2 separate regions of the Mus musculus genome follow, and region 1 is linked to region 2. A link is a contact called in public HiChIP or PLAC-seq data. All regions are on one chromosome and are shown on one strand. Each heading gives the region's core, a stretch centred on a gene start, on an enhancer-like site or on the middle of the called end of the contact. The rest is flanking DNA. Distances are from core to core; before and after follow the strand shown.

The links. HiChIP or PLAC-seq counts read pairs in DNA pulled down with a chosen protein or histone mark.
Region 1: a RAD21 HiChIP or PLAC-seq map of pro-B cells shows a contact between it and region 2, with 2.1 times the contacts expected there. The contact joins two enhancer-like sites. A contact is called at or near these places in 2 of 15 datasets of contacts at CTCF or cohesin (the NIH/3T3 cell line and pro-B cells), 2 of 484 Hi-C or Micro-C datasets (CD8 T cells and Sertoli cells), 2 of 115 datasets of contacts at active chromatin or transcription factors (CD8 T cells and large pre-B cells) and 1 of 9 other capture datasets (adipose tissue).

What each region holds. Positions count from the first base shown.
Region 1 is chr9:66,644,767-66,651,454 of GRCm38.p6, reverse strand. No RefSeq gene overlaps it. Among named protein-coding and RNA genes, the nearest start is that of Usp3, 55 kb to the right of the region's middle. Within about 2 kb of position 5,009, at least 17 of the 459 cell types and tissues checked have an H3K27ac peak or open chromatin away from gene starts, as enhancers often do. A contact at or near this core is called in pro-B cells, where this site is marked.
Region 2 is chr9:66,557,174-66,564,028 of GRCm38.p6, reverse strand. Usp3 (ubiquitin specific peptidase 3) reads left to right here. Exons shown (of 15, transcript NM_144937.4): 3 at 1,344-1,475. Among named protein-coding and RNA genes, the nearest start is that of Usp3, 33 kb to the left of the region's middle. Within about 2 kb of position 3,593, at least 71 of the 459 cell types and tissues checked have an H3K27ac peak or open chromatin away from gene starts, as enhancers often do. A contact at or near this core is called in pro-B cells, where this site is marked.

The DNA.
Region 1 (6,688 bases), core at 3,760-6,259, 86 kb before region 2:
TTTTTGAGAGTTCTCCGCACTGAATTTCTGGGTACTGGGCCAATTTGCAATGCCATTAACTTCAAGTGCAAGTTCCCTCTTGCCAGGTTCTCGAAAGCATCTGCTGCTGCTTCATCTGTTGGTCTTAGCCATTCTGACTGGGTAAGGTGACATCCTAGACTTGTCTTCATTTGCATAATTCCTAAGGACAATGGCCATCTTTTGAGCTATGAGCCACTTGTTCTTTTGAGAAGTCACTGTTCAGATCTGTTGCCCATTTTTTAAATAAATTGTTTGGTGGGGTTTTGGATTTTTTTTCTTTTTAATCCTTGATTTTGAATTCTTTTGTTTTGTTTTTTGTTTTTCTACAGGGCTTCTCTGTGTAACTCACACTGTAGACCAGGCTGGCCTTGAATTCACAGTAATCCACCTCATCTGCCTCTGCCTCTTGAGTGACTCAGAGGTAAGACTGTATTAAAAGCATGCACTGATCTTACCCCTCCCTCCCTCCCTCCCTCCCTCCCTCCCTCCCTCCTTTCCTTCCTTCCTTCTTTCCTTCCTTCCTTCCTTCCTTCCCTCCCTCCTTCCTTCCTTCCTTCCTTCCTTCCTTCCTTCCTTCCTTCCTTCCTTCCTTCCTTCCTTGTCGGTTGTTGGCCTTAGCTCCTGGGCATCCAGAATCCTATTCGGAAAGTCCTTTCCTACCTTGCAGTTGCTGTCTGCGTTTTCCTATAGCAGTTTTGGGCTTCACGTTGGCGGTCTGTCCTTGGTCCTCATGGTCTGTGCATCGTGTGAGGTGATCAACAGATCTAATTTCATTCTTGCAGCCAGCTTTCTAACAACAAGCGTTGGCACCCAGGGGCAAACTGGTCCTCCAGCCCAAGTCTCACACATTCGGCTTTGTCTGGGAGAGCTGGACTTCATATGCTCTTAAATTCAAGGTGAGAATAGTCTCCTGGGCAGAGGGGATGGAAGGACCTGCCTGTGGGAACAGGGTAGGAGATGGGCTCTAAATCCTTAACCTCGGTCCAGCAGCTGGCACTCTGCCTACCCACTGGAATGGCCGGAAGGTCCTGAAAAATGCCAGCCATGCCACCCCAGTATTTGTAAGCCTCCTGAGGCTGAGACCTCCAGTGCTGAAAACCACAGATGGACATTAGACTCATGCCCAACAGACTCTAAAGAGGGTTTCTTTCCCCTCCTCTTCCTACCAGGGGCCTGAGAGTTGTCAAGGGCCTCCATCTCATGGGACACAACATGTTGTGTGAAAGGAAAGCTGCCAGGTACTAAAGGCTAGTGACCTCCCCCTTTCTGTTTTCTTATAAATACGAAGAGCCAGAAGATAGCGAATGGCTGTTTCCATCACAAACATACTTGCTTAGGGGTAGGCAAGACTGATCTCTCTCAAACCTGAGTGGGGGTTGGGAGGGCCATGAAAGGCAGGGTAGAAATAGTGATAGTGTTATGTCTTATACATCTAAGGATACCCATTCCTGGAGTCCTCTCCCCCTTATCCAAAAAGCTGCTCTCTACCTACAGAGGACCAGGAGGCTCTGAAGCTGTGCCAAATCCTCTGTGCCATAAGAAAGTGAACACAGGCCCCAGGACAGGCAGGACTGGGGTCCCAAGTGACCAATCAAAGATGGCTACACTGCCAATTCCTTAGACTTAGTCTAAGTAAATTAGAGAAATATAAGAAACAATAACCATGCCTCTAATTTAATTTTACTGATTTAAAATAAAATCTTTTTTTTTTTTTGAGACAGGGTTTCTCTGTATAGCCTTGGCTATCCTGGAACTCACTTTGTAGACCAGGCTGACCTCGAACTCAGAAATCCGCTTGCCTCTGCCTCCCGAGTGCTGGAATTAAAGGCATGCAACACCACTGCCTAATGAAATCAAATCTCTTAGATCAAGTCAGAATCCTCATAGAAAGCCATAAATAATTTTGAGAATATGTGAAAGGGCTTTAATAGTCAGGTAAAATGGCTCAGTGGATTAAGACACGTGCCACTAAGCCTGACGGTCTGAAGTCAATCCCTGAGACCCACATGGTAGATGGAGAGAACAAACTCCCAAAACTTGTCCCCTTCCCATGCATGCTGTGACATGCATGCACACACTATATGTGTAATAAAAATTCAAAGTAACAATCACTGGCATCATTGCAGACCTTGTCTGCACAAGGCATCTTAGTTATGAAACCCATAGCTATCTTAACACTACAGATCCTAGGATGCTATCAGAGAGTGGTTTCGTTTCCAGCAGCTTAGAGCCACGCTGTTGTGGGATTTCAAGGACTGGAAGCAACAGTCTTTCCTCTGCATCTGTTGAGCTCCATCTTAGACCTGTGAATCGGAATTACATTTCACCCTGGAGTGCTTTGGTGCACAGTCTCGTTTAATGAGCCTGGACTGGGAACTGGGGCGATAGTTCAGTCTGTAAAAGAGCAGAGCTTGCTGCACGAACAGGAGGACCTGAGTTCAGATCCCCAGGCAGAGGTGTGGGCACTGCATCAAGTGAGCATCAAGCTCACTGCAGATGCACACTTGTAATCCCAGAAGCAGACCGGAGGATCCTGGGAACTCAGTGACTAGTCAGCCTAGCCGATTGGTGAGCTCCGGGTTCAGTGAGAGGCCCTGTGCTTGTCGTATCCATCAAACGTACAGAATCTGAGAACATGCATAATGACCCCATGCATGCTGTTGTCTGAGGAGCACTCAGTTAGGAAAGATTCCACACCAGTGTGTGAGAACACAAGCACCCTCACCTGAGATTAGGGAAGAAGTGAGACTTGGGTGGCAAAGGCGACTGAATGCTTCCCAGTGCCCATGCCACCATCTGTAAGACCAACTCTGTTGTGCCATTTTTTGGATGAGGAGACTGAGGTCGTTTGACCAAGTCACGCACCTGGATAGCTGAAGCTCTAAGACTCTAATTTGTGCCTGAGTAGCCACTTTATAAGGCAAGCACCTTTCCACCACTCTGCTTCCCTGAGTAGAAAGCCTGCTCAGACACGCTCTCTCAGGCCCAGAAACCTCGCTGCCTTCACCCTGCAACCCTCTCGTCATTATGGCCTTCCTCCAGCTTCGTCCCCCTACCTTGGGTTTTAATCAGAGACCACCTTTTGAAAAGATATAATTTACACACCTTAAAACTCACCTTTTCAAAGTATACAATTTAGTGTATTTTAGTATATGTGCAGTTATGCAATGATTACCACTATCTAATTCCAGAACCTTCCCATCGCCCAATGAAGAAACCCTTCATCCATTACCTCCCATCCCCCCCAGCCTCTGGAAACCACTAATCTACCTCTGCCTCTATGAATCTGCCTACTCTGGGCATTTCAGATAAGCAGAATCATGTGATGTGTGGTCTTTCCAATGAGCATCTTGCAGTCGATAGAATGTTTTGGGGATTCATCCATACTACAGGCACCAGGACTTCACTCCTTCCTGCCAGGTAACATACTGGGTGTTCAGATGTTTGCCTTCTAATTAGTCATTCGTGAGCTGATGGGTGTTTGGACTGCTCCCACCTTTTCCCTGTTATGGAGAAGGAGAACAAGCTTTTATGTGGACATACGTGCTCATTTGAAACATTGATTTTGCTCAGTCATGTGGTGACCTCACGTTACGCTTACTGGGTGAAATACCGTGTCATTTTTTCAGAGAATATGCTCACTACTGTTTCTGATCTCTTCCTGAATTTGGACAAGAACACAACCAAGTCAGAGAGAGCTGGGAAGGAATGAAAAAGAAGAGGTGAGAAACAGCTGCTTCGGTGACCTTCAACCCAAACCACAGCAGCTGTCTAGGCCCAGAAGAGCAGTCGAAAGAGGAATTTGACACGAATGCAGAGAAAGCGGGTGTCTGGGGCTTGCTGCTGCTGATTGAACAGAACGAAGGACTCTAGTTCAAATCTCTTCTTGTACTACCTCACTGAGTGACCTTGGGCAGGGCCTGTCTCGCTCTGGGTTCTTTGGTTTCCCATGTATGGATCTACTGTGCACCTTATTCTTCTGTGACCCACCCTTACTGCCCCCATGGCTCTGGCTTGAGCTATTCAGGTGTCGCGATGTGCTTTGGGGATTGACAGAACGGCCACGGAGCTGCTGGGATCACACGTATACCTGGAGATGAGTGAAGACAGCTTCCCGGTTATCTACTCCATAACCAACAAGAGCCTTGCATCCCAGCAACAGGATGCTCTGCACTGCGGACTGTCAGTCAGGGTGGGGACCCAGATCTTGGTCACTGCACAAACGAGAGAGGAACACTAAACAACAGTGGCTGCCCCTGGGCCACAAGTTCAGACTTTTCTCCGAGGAGTCCCACTTGCTTTACTGCAGGAGAGATGCAGTTATTCCACTCCACTGTTTTCTCTTCCCAGACAAACCAGAAAACTACCCTTTCAGCGATTTCTATTTAGTGGGACTGTTTGAATTCCAAATGAGAAAGCAGCGGTGAGGTCTTTAAAAGATCATCAGCAAGGATCCAGCTCTGTCTTGTTTCCAAAGATAGAGTCCAAGCAGGTGAGGGCAAGCTAATGTCTGCTGATCCTTGCTACGTGCCAAACACTGTGGAACTTGATAATTCGTTCTCATCTCGTCTTACCCTTAATAGACTGTAAGATAGTGATGTTAGTCTTGCAAGAAAATGGAGGCAAGAAGCAGGAAGGCATCAGGCTAGCTGTCAGCTAATAGAGCTGGAAAGGTAAAACAAGACACCCTCCGTGGGTCCTGTGGCTTTGATCATTTGTGGACACTAGAGCCACATCAGCTGCCTGCCACAGTGGTTTGGGGCATGTCTCTACCTTAGCAGTGAGAAGAGAGGTAACCTGGAGCCTCCAAAAGTCAAGAAGGAATTGGGAGGATTCTAAGAAAGGAGAGAGCATGATGGGAATGGGGGATTTGAAAGGGCCAGAAGGACAGTTCCATCTTGTCAGGAGCAGATGAGCCTGGCCTGCCTCTGTAGCTCGCAGTGAGGCAAGGGTGCCCCACACCAGAGCTGGACACAGAGGAGCCTGGCTGCAGAGAGCTCACACGTGGTGCGAAGGCGCCCCCTAGGGGCCTGCTGGCTTTGCAGAGCCCAGGATACAAGGTCTGGCTCCTGAAGCCTTTCTGCACAGGGAAAAGGCCCCGTAGAATCAAAATAAAATGTAGGACCTCTAAAACCCAGGAAAGACGTGCAGAAAGGCTCAGGAACCCACCCGACAGTACCATCCTAAGAAAGACATTTGGTACTGTGACTTTGAGGAAAGAAAATCTAGAAGTTATCTTTAGAACTTCAGGTTTAAAAGAAAAACACATATAAGACTCTAAAAGTGATTGAGGTCCGCAGCTCTAACAAGAACGTGTATCCAACAAAGCCGTCATACAGCAGATAAGAAGGCAAGCCAGAGGCCGGGCGGTGACCAACACAGCCGCTACAGTTGGTGACTACAATATGCAAAGAGCAGCCACAAATCCACCAGCACAAAAATAGACACACAACGTTTACAATGGGGAAAGTGGGGGGCGCGTTGCTTTTTAACACAATCTCAATTGTTCAATTTTATCAATGAAGACTCGGAAGCCAGATGCTGAGGTGAAGTCCTGCTAACTCAGAGAGGCAGAGAAAACACACAGCTGACCGTCCTCCTCAGCCAATGTCTCACTGGGAATCCTGTCTTGCCCACCTGCTCAAAAACCTTCCTTCAAACTCAACGTCCCTCCCTTCTCCTTCCTGGGTGTCTCTCTAGCTCTCCTCCTGACTCCCTATTTTACTCACTATGGTTTTTTCTTAATCCTATGTTCACTTCCTGTCAGCTGGCTGTTTGCTCTGCCTGAGTTCTGTAAAGCTGTCCACGTCTGTAATTCCTGGACTTCCATGAGACAGTGGGTCAGAGACAAGAGAACCCACAGACTCTTGAGCAGCTAGGCTGGCACACATGTTGCCAAGGAGACCTTGTCTTGAGGTGAAAGGAGGGGACTGACAGAGGTTGTATTGTGACCTCCACACTTACTCCACAGTACACGTGTGTGCACACTCAAAGCACACCTGTAGTCCCAGCACTGAGGAGGCTGAGAAAGGAAGACCATGAGGTAAAGGTCGGTCTGGTCCCTTATCAATAAATAATCAATAATAAAATCGAGGGGCCTGAAGAGAGCTCAGCAGTTAGGACTGCTTACTGCTCTTGCAGAAGAGTCAGTTCCAGCGCTCAGCACCCACGTAGGTAACTCACAACCCTCTATAACTTCAATTCCAGCGAATATGACACCTCTTTTGACCTCCTCCAGCACCAGGCACATGCATGTTGCACATACATATTATGCAGACAAGGCTCATACATATAAAACAAAAAAATGAATCATTTTAAAATTAGGGAAAGGTCAAAGCAGGGATTTCAACCATGCAAAAATATAAAAGTAACACAGAAGATGCTCAACCCCTTTAGCAACAAGAAAAATGCAAGAGAAAGCCAAAATGAGATGCAGACCCACAACCACCCAGCTGGTGGTAGATGGAAATGGGCAGCGCCAAGCAAGGCGGCCGTGCAGAACAAGGAACGTTCCTGTGCGCTGTTGGGGAGAGCATAGCTGGTACAGCCACTAGCAGCAGCTCTGCGTGATCTGGTAAAATCAAAAACATGCATGTCACAGGAGCCAGCAGCTTCACATCTAGATAAATACTCTTGCATGCAGCCAAAGACATAAACAACCATTATC
Region 2 (6,855 bases), core at 2,344-4,843:
AACTAGTATGTGAATTTGAAAGGCTAGTTTTAAGCACATACCCTTGTTATTTTATTTTAAACTCAGTCTACTTTGGGAGACAGAGGATCCTTGGTGTTAAAGTTCATGGGGGAAAGGTATAAGAAAAAAATGGTTGAATTCTGAATTGAGGTTAAGGGTGTTAGTTTTTCTGGGGTGTGGAGACTGGACTTAGGCTGAGAGCCATTCCTCAGTCTCAAGGTAAGTGCAGCTTCTTGATTAACTACTGCAGCTTGAGATGAAACTTCCTGCTCTAAGTCTGTTATTTTGATGCCAGTGAACTAGCAATTGTTTCTTTACCTGTTGAGTTTTTAAGTAATTTCCACCTTTTGCAGACTAGTTGTTGTAAAGGAACTGGGATGTTTTTGTGTCCTTAGGAGTTTTTTATAGAGGTCAGGGACAACATTCTATAGTCTTTAGGTAAAGTGTAGATAAATGAGGGTGCATAGATACTTACTTTGGTTTTAGTTTCCCTGCTATAATAATTTATTAGGGCTTACAAGATGGCTTAGCAGGTAAAGGCACTTGACATCAAGTCTGATCCTTCTGGTTTGACCTATTAGGTAGGGAGGGACCCTACTCCCATGAATCATCTTTTGGCTTCTGCTTATGTACCATGTCATGGACAGCCACTCACTCCCAAATAAATAAATGTTATAAAGCTCTGTTTATTAAACTTGAGTTGGAAAGTTATAAAATTGGTAGGAATATAACCAATCACTGGCTATGTTTGCTTACATGGACAAATTGCAGTTTTTCTAACACAAGTTGATTTGTGTTTTGTTTGGATTGTTTTACACAAATGCATTTCCATGTGTGTTGGTGATGAGGCATTCAGAGGAAAAATCTGAAGCTGTATCCAGGAGACCACAGATTGCCATGCTTCTGTCTGACTTTCACATTGTAGGTGTAACTTCAGCATATGGTACTGGGGAAGGAGGTTGATTATTTTAATGTACAGACTTTTTATTTACTTATTTTAAAATAACAACTCCAAGCTGGGAATTAGCAATTTGAGAAAACCCTTAAATGAAAGACAATATAGGGGAAACATCAGCATAGAAGATAGTATAAATAGCACTGAAACGAATTTGGGTAGCTAATACCTTTCCTTGCTTGTCCCTAATCAAGGCGTAACTAAAATTTGACTGTAGTATTGAGTTGCAAATTTGAGTATACTTTAAGTATTTAGCTTAATATATCACCAGGTGATTAACTTTTTTTAAAGAGTTATTTTTCATTTTAATTTGGTTAACAATTTCATCATCTTTGACAACTTTCCAAAGCAATATTTAAATTAAAATAATTTCACTTGGCTTTGTAAGGTATGTGAATGGCCATGCAAAAAAACATTATGAAGATGCACAGATACCCTTACTCAACCATAAGAGATCAGAAAAGCAGGAGAAAGCTCAGCATACAGTGTGTATGGATTGCAGTAGCTACAGCACATACTGGTAAGTTAATATTTTCTGGAAATGGTATTGTTTTTACAAATGTGTTCTTACAAGTTAAGCTTCTTTGTTTGAAAGATTGTTTTGGTAATCTTCCCTATCTCTTTTCTACTTCCTGAGAGGTAAATGTCAAGAATTTAGTGTTTACAACTCAGCATTTCAGGCTCCCCCTGACCCCCATGAAGTGTATTAGACTTTAAGAGGAAGTTGGAGATAGCCATGCCAGGTGGTGTATACTGGTATTCCTTGCACTATGCAGGCTAAGAAAGATTCTGAGTTAAAGGTCATCCTGGGCTACAAAGCTAGATCCTATGTCCAAAAAAGAATAGATTGTGAACCGTGTGGCTCCTTGTAATATAATGTATGTGTCTGTGTCATATAAATGGTAGTAAAGTCCTGTCTATTTTGTGACTGTTTAGGAGCAAATTATTTAGGCTACAAGCAGTGTTCAACAATTTGTTACCCATGTAGTATATGCAGAGATGTTTATAGTTTTAACTTTTGAGTGAAGCAGATTTCTTTCTCATCATAAATTATGATGAATAATTTTTCACCTTTACTTTCAATTCTAAGGGCTGCTGACATTGAGGGGGGTGTTTAGAAGATCCTTTAGAGTTATGTATTTGCTCAACAGTCCTTGAATTTTACATGAGGGCAATACTGAGCAGGAATGGGCATTTAAAGTACAAATATCCCTGTTTGTTGATTTGCTTTTGGTAAGTGGTTTGAGACAGAGTTTGCTGTTTGGTCTAGGCTGGCTCCTACCTCAGCCTCCTGAGCACTGTGCATGTGTTGCCTTGCCTGTTTCCAGGCATCCCTGAGAACCACACTTTCTGTTGAAGGGCGTGCTAGTCCTTTCTCACACTGTCTGTGGGAAGATGTCCAGCCAAGGGAAGAAAATTAAACCAGTGCTTTTTCAGGTCTTTTAATGTTTTACAGGTTTAGCATAGTTGGCATTTAACTATTGAATAAATCTGTAAAAGGTTTAAGTCATTCAAACACCTACTCGTTTAGTGGTCAGACCTGGAAAAGATAGAAGGGAGAGAAACTTAGAGGCAGATGAAGATTTTTGTAAAAATTAGTATTTTCTGAGATGTTCACACACAGGGCAGTGCTCACTACTGTTGCTTGCTGATGTGGAGTACTTCTTTTCTTTTCTTCTCTTTTCTTTTTCTTTTCTTTTCTTTTCTTTTCTTTTCTCTTCTTTTGATTTATTTATTATATGTTAAGTATACTGTAGCTGTCTTCAGACACACCAGAAGAGGGCATCAGATCTCATTACAGATGGTTGTAAGCCACCATGTGGTTGCTGGGAATTGAACTCAGAACCTCTGAAAGAGCATTCAGTGCTCTTAACGGCTGAGCTATCTCTCCAGCCCGAGTACTCCTTTTCATAACAGCTAAGCATTAGCTCAGTTGGCTGCTGTTGCTTGAACCCTGGCCTTAAATAAACCTCTACCCGGACTCACATCCTAGCCCTCCATTAATCCCTGCCCCATTAATCCAAGAATGGTACAGCTTCTTGTTTTATAGAATCAGGTGTTCTGTGTTTATAACTACTTTTGCTTTAGAGACAGCAGAAATTCAGGTCATTCTTGAATGTCTTTATCTCCCTATCATAGTCATAAGTCATGCCATTCTGTGTGGTGCAGGTGCTGACAGCATTCATTCTTGATATCAGTTAGTGTGCAGAGGATGTTCAAAAGGAAGCTTTGTAAATACAGTTAAATCTGTATACTATAACAAATCATTGTTGCTCTTCTTGCTGTTGGTAAAATTCTAAGGGAATGGTAAGTCTTTGAGGAAATCTTAAGGATCAGCTTAATGGAATTAAATTATTTTCATAGGGTGCTATAAGAACATCTGTTAGATATTTTAGTGGCTTTGCAGTTTTGTTAACTAGACATTGGAATTTAATTTCCTTTACATTGCTATAGTGTACTAAGGTAGTAGACATAATTTCATGGACAAGTTGATTTAGGAAATATTAGCATATACCCAGGAGTGGCAGAAGCTTCTTGGCCAATTGCCAGTCTTTTGTGTGCGGTTAAACAGAGCTGTAAGTGTGTGGCTACCCAGAGCTTCTGAAATGCAGGAAGGAAGCTGCAGCTGCACGGGTCACATTAGTGCTACATTTGTGGGCTTGAGAACAGAATGCCAGGGAACCACCCTGCAAAATTACACTGCCATATAAATACCCCAAAGGAGCTGATGACTGTTGTGAGATCATGAAGCTTTGGTTAAAATTAGTATTTCTATTATACCTTAACTAATACAGAGAAACAGATTTCTCTGAGTTGGGGAATTGTATAATTTCCCGGTGTAGTTTTATGAATTTCTTTGTACATCAGTTTCTGATTGCTAGACTGGTTGATAGGGTTCAAAGGAAAAAAAGTTTATATATTTGATTATTAAGCTGTGTGTATATTTGATTATTAAGCATTTTTACTTCAGCTTTTCCTACACTTCTACCCCCAAGTAGTAGGAATCAAACCCAGCGCCCCGGACATGCTCAGCAAACACTACTAAATTATATCCCAGTCCGTTTTTTTTTTTTAATTTTTTAATTTAAGACAAAGTTTTGCTAAAATTTCAGGCTGGTCTTGACCTTACTCTATAGGAGCCTAGGATTTAGCCTCCCAAATGCTGGAGTTACAGCTGTAAGCCACCACACTCAACTGTGAAGCCCTCCTCACCCCTTTATGGTTTGTGTTATAAGATATTCTGAGGCTTACATTTGGTTTTGCCCATATATGTTCATGTGCGTGCACATGTGTATGGAGTTCATAATTGTTTGGATAGCATTGCTCTGGTACCTTGTGTTTTTGAGACAGGCTCTCTTGCTGGGACTTGTAATTTAGGTTAAGGCTGGCTCAAGGGATCCTTCTCTCTCTGCCTCCCCAAGTCTGGGGCTACACACACACCCTAGCCTTTTGCATGGGTATAGGGGATCACACTCAGGTCCTTAGAGTATGTAATAAGTGTTTAACCAACTGCACCATCTCTCCTGTCCTTGCTTACAGTTTTTGTCTTTATTTTCCTTTACTGAGAGTCTTGCCCTGCCCTTTCCTTCCTTATGAGTTATCATGAAAATTTCCTTCTCCTAACTCCAGCTACGGGGAGTAATCTCTACTAACTTCTAGCTTCTGGAACACTTGTCACTTCCTGCTACATGTCACTAATTTGTAAATCTCCTTGGAGACTACAGAGACCCCTCTCAGATCTTTCTATTTTCCTCCTTGTTTTATGCAGACTTGTTTTAGGCAATGTCCTTGCCAAGTATGTGGATAGTCCTGGGGTCATCTCTAGTACTGGGGTGGAAAAGATTTTGATAGCTACCTTTAAAACAGGAGAAAGGTTGCACCAAGTCTGTACTATGTCCTTTGATCATCACAGAGGACTGAAGCCACATGACAGAGGCTAAATTCCTTTCCCTCTGAAGATTGGTATCCTTGTAGGCAGCTCTTCTTAATTCTGAAATAAGCAGAGCCTCCAAAGAGAAAACATATACTGTGAAAGTTGTGGTCTGGCTGGGCATAGTGGCGCACGCCTTTAATCCCAGCACTCGGGAGGCAGAGGCAGGCGGATTTCTGAGTTCAAGGCCAGCCTGGTCTACAGAGTGAGTTCCAGGACAGCCAGGGCTACACAGAGAAACCCTGTCTCGAAAAACCAAAAAAAAAAAAAAAAAAAAAAAAAAAAAAAAAAAAAAGTTGTGGTCTGGCGGCACAGGCCCCCGCTCCTTGAGACAATCCAATTAGCATGAAACAGATAAATGAAGATTTCAATAAAAGTGAAGATCTTCCCAGGATTTTCATATAGAAACTAAGTTTCAGTTTCTTGTTTGTTAAGTACTGTTTCTCCCTTCCCATCCTGTTCCCTTTCCTACCAAATGGTATTACATGTGGTATATTATTGCAGTTGAAAAGAAGCACAAATTAAAATTAGGAGTTTTGTGTAAGTAGACATATAAAGGTAATAGATTAAAAATACTAAACAAATAATTCACTGATATCTGACCTAGTCAACTCTAATCTTTGTAAACAGTAGCTGAATGTAGAAATGAAGAGTTAGGAAAAGAATACTAAAATTACTAGAATACTTTGTTCCCAAGGCATCTTTTCAAACTATTATGAAATATGAACTAATTCATGTCTAAAAACTGCTTAAATTTCGGTTATTTTTATTACCACTGGCCTGCTTTATCATCTTAAGTTATAATTAAAAATTAAAAACAAAAATTTATCATCAAGTAAACTCTTTAAGTATAGATTTTATCCACCCTCCCCTTATTTTTGTGTTTTCAAGAGGGCTTCTCTGTGCAGCCTTGGCTGTCCTGGAACTTGCTCAGTAGACCAGGTATGCCTCAAACTCAGAAATCCCGTTGCCTCTGCTTCCTGAGTGCTGGGATTAAAGGTGTGTGGCACCACTGCCCAGCTTTCTTTCTCTCTCTTTCTTTTTTGTCATCCTCCCTCCCTTTTAAGATGGGTTCTTGCTCTGTAGCCCAGGCTGGCCTCACACTCGTGCTTTTATCCTGAGTGTTGGTATTGATTACTTCTCCCCACCCTGCTTCCGTTTTCCTCCTTTTCCATTTTCTTTTCCCGTTGTAATGGACAGGAGTGGGATGGTAGGAGGAACCCTCACTATGTTGCCTAAGCTGGCCTAGTCCTCATGACTAGCCGGGACAATAAGCATAGACAGTGTCTTAAAGAATGCAAAGCAGAGATTTACTTAAAAATTGTATTTTGAAGTTTAAAAAGAAACTTTGTAATAGAGGTGACCTCAGATCATGAAAAGCTTCTTTAATAAGACAGTGCTTATCTGCTTTTAACAGAGGAAAGGGTATTTTATCTGAGTATATTTTTTTCATATCCATAATTGATATTTGAGGCCAAGACATCAGCATTTAATAAAAGAATTAAAATATACATTTGATTTTTAAAGACTTTAAAGATGTTAACTGTAATTAGTTTGAAACATGAAATCAGAATATCAGCTTGCTTTTTTTTTTCAGTATCTGCCATTTATAATAAAGTGCTTGGTTATACTTGTAAATAAAGAAATGATACACATATGTATAGAAAGGAAATTAAACTTTAAAAAAAAGATTTAATTTATTATATATTATATGTAAGTACATGTAGCTGTCTTCAGATACTCCAGAAGAGGGGTGTTACAGAAGATTACGTTACAGATGGTTGTAAGCCACCATGCGGTTGCTGGGATTTGAACTCCGGACCTTCAGAAGAGCAGTTGGTGCTCTGTTAAGCTCTGTTAAGCTGGGTCATTTCTTCAGCCCAGGAATTTAAAACTTAAAAAAATCTGCTGTCCCTTTTGTGAAGGTACTTTCTGCATCCTAGATGGTTTCATTTTTTTTTTTTTGGTG